Linked DNA regions of Mus musculus: all the other regions are linked to region 1. The links are chromatin contacts, called in public HiChIP or PLAC-seq maps. All regions are on one chromosome and are shown on one strand. The core of a region is the stretch at or near the end of the contact, and the rest is flanking DNA. Distances in the headings are between cores, read along the strand shown. Region 1 overlaps Igf1r (insulin-like growth factor I receptor). Region 2 holds the start of 4833412C05Rik (RIKEN cDNA 4833412C05 gene). Region 3 overlaps Pgpep1l (pyroglutamyl-peptidase I-like). Region 4 overlaps Igf1r (insulin-like growth factor I receptor).

Region 1 (2,700 bases), core at 152-2,651:
TTGAACACCTGTGTTAACTCTCTAGGAAAGGACTGTGTCTAATGACTGGAGTGGCATCTTTTGAGCAATGGCCAGGTTCTACACAGCTCAAGAGTTTTTTTTTCCTCTGATCTCTATACTGCCTGCCATAGTTTGCTTTCTATTTTTGTACCCAAGCAATAGCGACATCACAAGGAAAGCATTTATTTTGGTGATATGTCCCAAACGCAGCACTTCATGAAGGGAAGCCGAGGCAGGAACTCAATCCTGAGGGTGGGAACTGAAGCTGAAGCTGTAGAGGGATGCTGCTTGCTGGCTTATTCAACCTGCTTTCTTATATCACCCAGGACCGCCTTGCTCAGGGGCGGACCCCACCCCAGCAATCTGGGTCTCTCTGTATTAATCATTAATCAAGAAAATGCTCCACAAGCCAATCTGATGGCAGCAGTTCTTCCACAGAGATTTCCCCTTTCTCAGTTACGTCTGGGTTTATGTCCAGTTGACAGAAAACCAACCAGCACACTGCCAATTCCCTCCATGGCCAGGAAACTGAAGCACAGAGTCCTGGCATAAGTTATGCAAGGTACCTTGCAGCTAGCTAAGTCTCTAGCCCTGCCCTCTTGTGGGAATGACTTTAATGGCCTCTCTTGCTTGGCAGAAGGCTGAGGCCCTGCTGGGTGAATTCTTAAGGATGATTAGGCTTGTATATTTGTATATCTTATGTGGCAGGGAATCTCCATAGTGATTAATAAATACAGTCAGAGTTCTGTTGGCAGGTGTCCTCCTGCTTGCCCCTCCTCCTTTACCTGTAGGTCCACCTTCTCTTCCTTCTCTCCATCTCTCTACCCTTCCTCATCTAATGTCCCTCCATGCCTTCCTTCCTTGCCACTGGTCACCTGTCTCTCCTTGTCCCCCTTCCTCACGAATGACCTGAGCATCGTTAGTTATGGCTGCTTAGTCGCACGGCAGCGTGGCTCTGAGTTGTAAGACCTTGCTTGCCTTTGTCTGACTCCTCTTCCCCAAGCACTATTGATTTTTGTTTTTAAACATAGATTCATTATTTTTATTTGGGAGGCAAAACTTTGATGTTGATCATTGATCAAGCACCTTTGTTTGGCTGATTATTTTAACTGGGGAGACTTTATTTTCAAACTATTCTTTAATTGTAAGGAAATGGATGTTCCGGCTCTGATGAATGGCAGGTTGTGGTAGAGGAAGAAAGGGATGTGGTTTACAGTAAACTTTCTATCTTTTTATCTATCACTCATCACAGATAGTAAAATATATAAAGCCTCAGGATGTAATTTATCAAAGCAGACCCTGGACTGCAGGTTTCCACCCTGAATTGGGCTCCGGAACAGTGACTGAGGTCGGTGGTATGAGCTGGCGTTTACTTTCTTGCCTTTTACTTGTGAAAGCTGACCTCCAGGTTGCCGACTCAGACCCACCAACATTTACTGGGTGTCTTTTCAAGAGTTACAGAGGTATATGTATAACTTGGCTTTCTGACCTGTTGTGAAATAAGGCCCAAGTATGGACCCAGATGCTATTGCAGAGCCTTGTACTCCTGGGTGTCACCTGAGCACAGATGGGCTCTTCTCCTAACCACCATGTCCCTGATTCCCACATACAAGGACTGAAGAGTGTAGGTTTCTTCATGACTAGGGCCTGGGCAGTGAGGGCCCTCCCTGCCTGTCCTGTGTCTGCCTGTCCTCCGGGTGGGTCTAGCACTGACTGGAATTCCTGTGGACTTAGTCACCAAGCTGCAGTGGTTGGAGGACAGGGAAACCGCTGGGTGCTCTGTCACCCCAAAAGAATGCAGGCTGGGCCAGGGCTGCCTGGCCCAGAAAGTTCTCTAGGCCCTGTGGCAGATCCATCATAGCTGACTCAAAACTACCTCTCTTTTTGTCTTTTTCCTATCAAAGGAGGGTGGGGGAGGCAGGAGATAGGAGCAGAGGTGGCCTCTTTATTCACTGGGGAGGACTTTAAAAACTCACTTTAAACTGTATTTCTGTTCTTCACCTTTCCAGACCTGTAAACACACAGTTACTCCAGGTAGGTATTTTACCAAGAGCTTATGTTTGAGGAGAAATCCTGCCGGTGTGGCTGTCTTCACTGGATGCTTTTGTTTGTCTGTAGGAGGCTGGCTGGCAGGGTGAGGTGGGAGTGTCAGGTCACCTTAAGTTCTTCTTGTACTGTAGACCCACATGTAGCGACCTTAAAACGGGGCTGGGGTTGGCCGCCTTCCTGCTGCTTCTAGTGAGCGGGTCTGGCTTGGTGCTGGGTTGGTCTCAGTTGCCTCTCATGGTGCCTGCTGATAGATCAGTGATCAACGGTAGACTTCCAGGGACAGAGCCCAGGCAGGAGTTAGTGATGGGGGATGCTCTGCCACAGCTCTTTAAATCTGACCCAGAGCAGACATCTGTGCTGCTGCTCCTCGGAGCCATCGGCAGAGTCAGCCCTGGGCTCTGCCAGCTCCTAAGCATTGGCCAGCACGGTTTTAATCTACAGTTTTTAGATGACATCTTTTTCTCCGGTGGGTCTGTCAGGCGGCAGCAAAATTCTCATGGTAGGAATCAGATCTAACTTAACATTTTGAGCAACAGAACTGACCTGTGGAAGATTCACTAGGTGTCTAACTCTAGATACCCTCTCCCTTCCCTTTGAAAAGAACTGTGAGTAGGCAAGACTGGCCTGAGAACGTTGCTGAAATGGGGGCAG
Region 2 (2,700 bases), core at 138-2,637, 220 kb before region 1:
CCGCTCATGTCTCCCTTCCAAAGTCATCAGTTCAGCTGGCAATAGAGCCGAGAGCTTATGTAACTAAGAAACCATCCCACGCAAGTTCCCACACCAGAGGGACACGGGGGTCGTTAGTGTCCAATTCGGGGGATCAGGGAAGACTTTGTGGGGGATTTATTCACGGCCTTGACAGTGGATCACAAAGAGCTCAGCAATGAAGGAAGAAAGCATCCCTGTAAAATTAGCCACCTAAAGTTCCGCCACCCACCAAGGCCCACAGTTTAGTGCTGCCATGAGTCCCCTCTGAACAGCCACAGGACAAGATCCACTTATACACGCTGTTGACTCCCTGCTGTGTCCATTTAACAGTGTGTGGTGGATATTTGGCCTCTGACAATTATTCCTAGTCTACATCCCATTTAAGCAGCCAAAGACGATTCCATTACATGGGTGTACAGTAAACGAATCAAATCCCTATTAATGAACATTTAGGGTTTGGGTCAAGGGTATATACACTCTGGAACCCCAAGGCCTGAGCCTGAATCCAGTTAGTGACCTGGCTGGGTGGTAGGAGGAAGGCTGTGTTTCTGAAGGCGTGGTCCTTCCCCGTAGCAGAGGTACCTGCAGATGGTAATGATGTGGGATATTCAGAACAGTGGTTAGCACCCAGGGAGCGCTCAATCAAGGCTCGGATCGGACAGGCTATAAGCACTCTGTCATCCTGACCAAAGTGTTGGTTTGCTCCCCTCTGTTTCATCACTCAAAACACCCAAAGTGCACACAGTCAAAAAGCACATACATGAGCGCAATCATCTAGTCACCACTGTGATCGGTAAGAGGTAGTGAACGAGGAGAGCCTCTGACTCCTTCCTGGAACCCATCAGGACCCTCCCGTTATCCACAAACCATCTAGTGAGGTTTCTTGATTTGCCTTCTGGGTGGCCTTCTGGAATCTAAAGCAAGAGGAGCATTCATAACAAGTCAAGTCAGACGCTTTCACTACGATTTCAAGGAGGGGAAGCTGGAGTCGAGGCCATGTTTGAAAATATAGGTCAAATCTTGGTTTCTGTGGTTACTGAACACTGTCAGCCACTGTGACTCCCTCTGTGTGGGTGATGCCAAGGTTCAGAGGTCTGACAGCCCTGTCTAGCTCCTCTACAAGTGTCACCTCTCTCGCCCCTCCCCAAGGTCTGAGGCTTCTCTCAGCCCTACTGACCCCCAGGCCCGAGGGTCCTGAGCTTGGGCAACACCCAGGAGTAAGCTACTGCAGGTACCTTGCTCTTCATGCCTGAGGTTGGGGGCGGGGTGCTGGGACTGCTGCTGCTGAAGTTCGGGATGTCTCCATACCCCTGCAGTTCTACCCACTAGTCTGCTGCTGCATGTGGGGACTGCCGGGGAGCAGGGAGGAGGCCATGTGGGGAGGGAACAATGTAGTGGGTTGTTTAGCTGACTGTCAGCCTCGTTCTGGGATCCTCCTTTCCACGCCCCTTGGCTTAACCGCCACAGGCACAGCTCACAGAGGCAAGAGCCCCCTTATTTGGTCTTGGAAAGAAAGGGGAAAGGTTATCCTCGGATGCCTGCGGCGTTGGGTCATCAGCCCGCAGTTGCTGGCCCGCACCCGCGGGTGCAGTTCAGTCTCCCACCGGCAGGTGGCGGCACCGCGCAGGGTCTGGGGAGATGGCCAGCTGGTAAACAACCCGCAGGATCCAATGCCCTAGGGTGGGGACCCGCCCGGATGGGGGTGGGCGCCTTATGAGTCCGCACGTGGACAGTGATGCGGAGGGAGAAGCTAAGCTTCAGAGGAAGGGAATGGGGAGGAAAGAGCCCAATACCTTGTTTGTGGGAGAGTCAAGCTTCCCGAATTGCTCTGGCTGTAGGGTGTGACTTTGCCTTGATGGATTTCACGTGAGCGGCTGGAGAGTGCGCTGTGCCAGGCGGGAATCTGCTTCAAAGTCACCCACGCGGGTTCAGGGGACTCGAATCTCTGGATGTGTGTCAGTAAGGCACCGTGTGGGGCTCTGCACCAGCTGGGAGATTCGCTTTCTTGCCCATCCTTTTTCCTCTCAATCTCCTCTCTACCCCCCCCCCCCCGCCTCCTCCTTGCTCTTCCTGCCTCTCCGTGAGCCTGGGGGTGTGAAGCGACCCACTTTCCTCCTTGTGGCCCGAAGAGTTTTTAAGTTCGAACCGCCACGTGGCTGGTTCCTTTCCTACACCTTCCTGCAAGAGAACAATTGCCACCATTTTATCTTGAGGTTAGAAAGGCTCTGGTCACCCCAACAGTAATGGACAATGCTGGTTCCCCAAAGCCAATGTTTGTTTCAGTGATTGAGAACTGCCACACACACACACACACACACACACACACACACACACACACACACACACACACGCACGCACGCACGCACGCCCCCCACCCCCACCCTTGCCGCCGCCCCTTCCAGTGACTCCTCCAGGTAAAGCCCAGGGGTATCACAGGGAGCTGGCAGGGCATAGTGGCCTCCCAACACTTTAACACTTGCCTTTCATCCCAGCACTCAGGAAGCAGGGGGCTTAGTGAGTTTGAGCCTAGAGGGCCAGTCAGGGCTATATAATTACATTCTGTCTCAAAACAAAAACAAAAACAAAAACAAAACGCCAAGATTTGGGCTGTAGTGGTTAAGAACACTTGCAGCTCTTGTAGGTGACCCAGGCTGGATTCCCAGCATACACAAGGTGATT
Region 3 (2,700 bases), core at 148-2,647, 240 kb after region 1:
CAGGCCCCACATTTGGCTTGGTCCAACATCAGTGTGAAGTTGAAAGCCAAGTGCGAACAGGCAGCTTTCAATTCGCAGAGCCTCTAAGTGACACCCACATGAGGACTGATGGCAGACAGTTGACCTAGGGAGGTGGGGGTGGGCCAGGGAGTCCTGCCCTCCTATGCACAGTGGGCGGTCAGAGGACTTCCCTTCTCCTGGTTAGCTATGTCCTCAAAAGCAAGCGTGCTGTCGACAGTCACGAGCACTGGCCAGGTTCTCACCCACGCCCCATGCTGGGCTCACACAGAGCAGTGTGGACAAGGCTGCCCTCACCCTGAGCTGTCAGTGGAGGCCAGAGACATCCATGTTATCACTTCCGCATGCGTAGGTGAGGACAAGAGCTGGTGAAAATGACTTTCCCCAGACCCCACATCCAAAGGAAGAGAGGGCAAGAATCTAGCCCTACGTAGAGTAGAGCCTACATGGGCCTTGGTCCCACCTAGGAGTGTCCCTGGACAAACGAGAGAAGTACCTGACCAGGCAAGTCACACCATTCCAGGACCAAATACAAGCCTTTCTTCCAGGGGCCCACTGCTTGCCTTCCTTCCAAGGTGACTCTGGTTTCTTAGGAGTCCCGCGCATTGGCATTGGGGTTTCCCAAGAGCCACAGAAGGAACCAGGTTGGCCCGGGGGGGGGGGGGGGGGGGGGCAAACGGCAGGATTTACCTTCACGGCTTCCCAGCTGGAATTCACTAGGTGCTGCCGGAAGGGCCCAAAACCTGAAACCAAAGATACCCAGGTTTGCTCAAACCAGCCCACACTACCCAGTAACAAGTTCTATCACCTGGCAACAAGTTCTATAGGCCCCAGAGAACCTCAGCCTTGCTAATCTGGGGGCTTCCTCAGAATTGACTGTATGAAACATAGTCAGGGAGGTATCCAGATGCCACTGCACACTGGGTGGGAAGGATGAAACAGTGTCCAGAATGGGGGGGGGGGGAGGGTTATACAGGATTAGGGTCCTGCTGGGAGTGAGTGCTAGTGGGGGGAGGGGGAGGGAAGGGAGAGAAGGCCTTCCCGAAGGATCTTAGAGTTACAGCTCTTTTAGAAGAAGGCCTTCTCCAACAATCTTCAATGAAAACAGCTCTCTTAGCCGATCTTGGTTTGTGAGCATACCTCCATACCTCTACTAGGGTGGGGCTTGTACGAATACACTTTATTTGGGGTAAACCAGGACCTTGGAGAGTGTGAAGGAGTTTTCAGGGTAAATGAAAATCATTGGTTAGAGTTTAAAGTTCTTGGAATTCCTCATTTGTATGGAGAGGCATTTCAGGAATCCCGGGTACTTGTTGGGTGGGTTCTTCTGCGGAAAAGAGGAAGTTTGTTGGTCTTCCGAGGCTACTTGACCTTTCCCAGGTAGAGAGTATAGGGAGTCCCCTAGACAAGGTCAGAGAAGGGGAAGCCCAGATGGTATAGAGTCCTCCATTTTGCACTGAGCTCAGATAAGCCATCTAGACATAGCAGATCTCAACCTTAGTTAGCAGGGTTTCTCTGTGTAACCTTGACTTTTCTGTAACTTGCTCTCTCGACCAGTTCATAGGGATCTGCCAGTATCTGCTGGGACTAAAGGTGTGCACTACCACCACCCAAGAGCTTGTTTTAAAACAAGACAAGCAAAAATACAGCCACAGAGTTAAGAATGTTGGCTCTTTTAAAAACTCTGTTAAAAATAAAAAATAAAAACTCTGTTAAGAGGTTATTACTGAGAAAGCACTTATCTATTGTATAAAGACTATTATGTGATATATTTAAAAGGTCTAACAATAAATAAATCTTTGGGCTGGAGCCAGCGGGGCCGGAGCCAGCGGAGGTACTGAATTTAATTCCCAGCAATGACATGATGGCCCACAACCATCTGTACAACTACAGTGTACTCATATACATACAATGAATAAATAAAATCTTAAACAAACAAACAAAGAAAGAATGAGAAACTGGGTCTCACATATTGATAGGAATGGAAGACACTACTTTGCAATATGGTGATAGATTTAAAAAAAAGATTTATTTATTATTATTATATGTGAGTACACTGTAGCTGTCTTCAGAAGCTCCAGAAGAGGGCATCAGACCTTGTTATGTTATGGGTGGTTGTGAGCCACCGTGTGGTTGCTGGGATTTGAACTCAGGACCTTTGGAAGAGCAGTCAGTGCTCTTAACCGCTGAGCCCCAATTTTTTTTTTTTTTAGAGCTGAAAGTGGACTGAGTAACATGTATACACCTGGCCACTGATCTCAGAACTGGAAACTACTGTTTACAGTAGTGTTCTCCACTCTAACAACTCTAAAGCTGTAAACTATCTATATATCCTTCCATAGGTTTTAAATAAGTGTTCTACTTTAACTGTTGCTGTAATAAAAACAACAACGAAAGCAACTTAGAGGAGAGAGGAATTCATTTCAGCATATAATTATGTTATAGCCCATCACTGTGGGAAAGTTGAGGCAGGACTTCAAACAACAGTCACATAGCATCCACAGTCAAAGAGCAGAGAGATGCACACATGCTCACTTGCTTGTGCTCAGTTTGATTTCTCCTCTCTCCTACAGCTCAAGGATCTCCAGCCTAAGGAATGGTACCACCTACAGTGGGCTGGGCCTTCTCATATCAATTAGCCAATTGTCTTACTTGTGGGCACAGACATACTCACAGGCCAAC
Region 4 (2,700 bases), core at 168-2,667, 160 kb after region 1:
TATTGGTTGTCTGTGCTTCCAGGATGCCAGTAAGAGCTTGAAAGAGGGGTCCTGTGTAGGCTGGAGACCTTGAGCTCAGCCCTGCCTGTATCAAGGTGCAGGACTTACCTATTTTCTGTGACTTTGTTCTGGGGGACTTTTGACAGTTCAGAGAGTAGCACAGGTCATCCTGTGCCTTTGTGAGGTGATTCAAAGCTTATAACGTCCTTTTATATTTAGCATCCAGTTCTTCTCAATTGGCCTCGGGGCCCGAAGAGACCAGAAAAGATAGCTCCATGGGCAGCTGAGAACCAGCAGCCCTAGAGAAGCTGAGTAAACCATTCAGGTGCCACTTCATAAGCAGTGGAGAAGGTGCTTGGGCCTGGTTATCAGTTCCTACATGGAAGACTCTACACTCGGTCCCCTGCAGTCTTCACTTAAAAGGGAGGCCTAGAAATGGTAGCCACAGATCATAGCTAAGTGTTGGCTGTGAGCTTATCATGTGACAGGGCCCCCAAATTGTTGACTAACCATCCTAGTAGGTCTATGCATTGGCAGGTGAAACCCATCCAATAGAGGGGATTTTTTTTTCTAATGTTGAAAAAGCTACAAGCTACCAGGCAGTGGTGGCACATTTCTTTAGTCCCAGCACTTGGGAGGCAGAGGCAGGTGGATTTCTGAGTTCTAGGCCAGCCTGGTCTACAGAGTAAGTTCCAGGACAGCCAGGGCTACACAGAGAAACCCTGTCTTGAGGGGGTGGGGGGGGTGCAGAAAGGAAGGTAGGAAAGAAGGAAGGATCGAACTAAGAGCCAAAATACCACTCAATAAAACTCCGGGAGATCATACAGCGTGTAGGAGCCAAAGGAAAAAAAATGAACAGTTTGGTTTTTAAAAATATTCTGTGGATGTAAAAAGGCAGTGAGCTTAGAAACGATTTATGAAGTCGCATTTATTGAGTGGTTCCCTTAACTAGTCATCTCCCTGAGAAAACAATGACCATTCAAGGACATTAGTATCTTGAAGGTGTGTAGACAAATCTCCACCTGGGGATATCTCTTAACTCTCACTATTGCAGAAGGTGTTGAGGAGGCAGGCCTCGGGTGGGGGTTGGGAAGCAGGCACTGTGTGGACGGGCCCTCCCCAGCAGGTTGATTATTATTTTGGTGAAGGTTTTTATTTTTCTTTACCTTCTGTAGGCTCCACAATGCCTGGATTTTATTGATATTGGTATTCTGGCTCCCAGCCTTCTCTGCATTGTTTAAAGAGAGAAAGTTTGTGTTTACTGTGAAAAGATAATCTTGCTTTTCAAAGTGATTAGTCAAATACCCTGAGTTTCTATGTGCCTGCCATTCATTTGTCAAATTCCTGGTTTCTAATTCATGCTCCCTCCCTGGGGAGAAGAATGTGTGGCTCAGAAGGAAGGTATTTTCAGTACAATTCTGTTTCCTGCTTGAGAAATTAGTTTACTAAGAGGCCTTGGCCTAGATGGAGATGGGAGTTTGACCTGATTAGTTGGCCCTTGTATCCGGCCTGGAGGTGTCTTCAATAACAGGAGATTTTTGTCTCCTGGGACTCTCAAGACTTGGGAGCAGCCAGACCGGTGAGGTTAGCGTTGAGGCAGCAGTTTAAGAATGGCCCATGGTTAGGCAAGACACCTAATGGGACCCAATCTTTCCACCATTACACCTATCCTTCAGTTGTCTGCCTATCCTGACCACCCCCATATCAATAAGAGTGAACATTGGTGGGTCCCGTAGGTGGCAGTTCTGACTGACAGGTATCCAAGGACCTCCCTAGGACATACACTCTTAGGTACTACGATCTGGATTCCTTTGATCAGGGTCTTTGTTTCCTACTCCAATAAACAAGCATGGTAGGGGAACACTCCTTACCAAAGGCTAGCGGCTCATTGAGCCCGTGCGTGTGCAGACCCTGCGCTGAAGCCTGCGCAGAAGTGCTCAAGGAGGGTTGGGGCTTCCATTCAACTGCTTAGCTCACACTTGAGCTCCGACTCCTCCATGTGAGGACTCTTACCTATGAGAGGGATGTATGTGCAGAGGTCAGAGGACAGCCTTACACAGTAACTGTTCTTCCTTCTCGGGGTCCTGATCACCAGACTTGTGATGTAAGTACTCTTGCACGCATGAGCCATCTCACTGGCTCTCATAAGGAATCTTAAAACCAACGAGACCTCAGACTTCACCTACGCACATGAACGCTGCTCTTCATAGCACCGAGGAAACTGCCTGTGGCTTGTCCTGTGGGGAATTCATGGCTCTTCCGGTCCTGGGTCCTGGCCTCTGAGCTCCCTAATGAGTTCTCCAGGAAGTGTCGGGAGAGGCTTGGCAACCCTGCAGCTGTAACTCATTTCTCAGTATGTGAAGGTCATGTTGAAAGCAGACCCCCTAGGCAGTAGTTCTAATGTGGGTGAGGACTCTCAGCAGGTGGTGCCTAGGTGGACACAGCCTTTAGGGCAGAACAGGACTTTGGGACATGTTTGTCTGGTCTGTGGGTGGATTTAGAAATAACTGTTTAAAAAAAAAAAAAAAACTTATGCAGACACCCAAGTAGAATCCTTGCTCTCCCCTTGGCCCCCTAAGATAGCTATCTTCCCTTTGGCCATGCCCATATCTCCCCTCTAGTGGAAGTTAGGCCTTGGAAACAGTGCCGTGGCCGGCCTGGTAGTTTCTGGGTGGACCCAGGACTGGTGTTTATCAGCAT

Evidence for each region. HiChIP or PLAC-seq counts read pairs in DNA pulled down with a chosen protein or histone mark.
Region 2: a FOXA1 HiChIP or PLAC-seq map of pancreatic cancer cells shows a contact between it and region 1. The contact joins the promoter of 4833412C05Rik here to the enhancer-like site in region 1. A contact is called at or near these places in 1 of 39 promoter capture datasets (embryonic stem cells), 1 of 484 Hi-C or Micro-C datasets (the HPC-7 cell line), 4 of 115 datasets of contacts at active chromatin or transcription factors (embryonic stem cells, extraembryonic endoderm stem cells, pancreatic cancer cells and 1 more) and 3 of 9 other capture datasets (embryonic stem cells, embryonic tail and embryonic trunk).
Region 3: an H3K27ac HiChIP or PLAC-seq map of trophoblast stem cells shows a contact between it and region 1, with 9 read pairs. The contact joins two enhancer-like sites. A contact is called at or near these places in 2 of 115 datasets of contacts at active chromatin or transcription factors (double positive thymocytes and trophoblast stem cells) and 2 of 9 other capture datasets (adipose tissue and liver).
Region 4: a contact with region 1 is called in a FOXA1 HiChIP or PLAC-seq map of pancreatic cancer cells. The contact joins two enhancer-like sites. A contact is called at or near these places in 3 of 484 Hi-C or Micro-C datasets (the G1E-ER4 cell line, the HPC-7 cell line and embryonic fibroblasts), 3 of 115 datasets of contacts at active chromatin or transcription factors (double positive thymocytes, epiblast stem cells and pancreatic cancer cells) and 3 of 9 other capture datasets (adipose tissue, liver and pancreatic islet).

What each region holds. Positions count from the first base shown.
Region 1 is chr7:68,020,215-68,022,914 of GRCm38.p6, forward strand. The region is part of intron 2 of Igf1r (insulin-like growth factor I receptor); the gene reads left to right. Among named protein-coding and RNA genes, the nearest start is that of Igf1r, 69 kb to the left of the region's middle. Within about 2 kb of position 1,402, at least 134 of the 459 cell types and tissues checked have an H3K27ac peak or open chromatin away from gene starts, as enhancers often do. A contact at or near this core is called in embryonic fibroblasts, extraembryonic endoderm stem cells, pancreatic cancer cells and 1 more, where this site is marked.
Region 2 is chr7:67,802,109-67,804,808 of GRCm38.p6, forward strand. 4833412C05Rik (RIKEN cDNA 4833412C05 gene) reads right to left here and starts at 1,388. Exons shown (of 3, transcript NR_045954.1): 1 at 1,257-1,388. Gm34350 (a long non-coding RNA gene) reads left to right here and starts at 1,081. Exons shown (of 3, transcript XR_391567.3): 1 at 1,081-1,252.
Region 3 is chr7:68,258,529-68,261,228 of GRCm38.p6, forward strand. The region is part of intron 1 of Pgpep1l (pyroglutamyl-peptidase I-like); the gene reads right to left. Among named protein-coding and RNA genes, the nearest start is that of Pgpep1l, 4.4 kb to the right of the region's middle. Within about 2 kb of position 1,398, at least 34 of the 459 cell types and tissues checked have an H3K27ac peak or open chromatin away from gene starts, as enhancers often do. A contact at or near this core is called in trophoblast stem cells, where this site is marked.
Region 4 is chr7:68,179,939-68,182,638 of GRCm38.p6, forward strand. All of the region lies in intron 5 of Igf1r (insulin-like growth factor I receptor), which reads left to right. Among named protein-coding and RNA genes, the nearest start is that of Gm51487, 24 kb to the left of the region's middle. Within about 2 kb of position 1,418, at least 25 of the 459 cell types and tissues checked have an H3K27ac peak or open chromatin away from gene starts, as enhancers often do. A contact at or near this core is called in embryonic fibroblasts and pancreatic cancer cells, where this site is marked.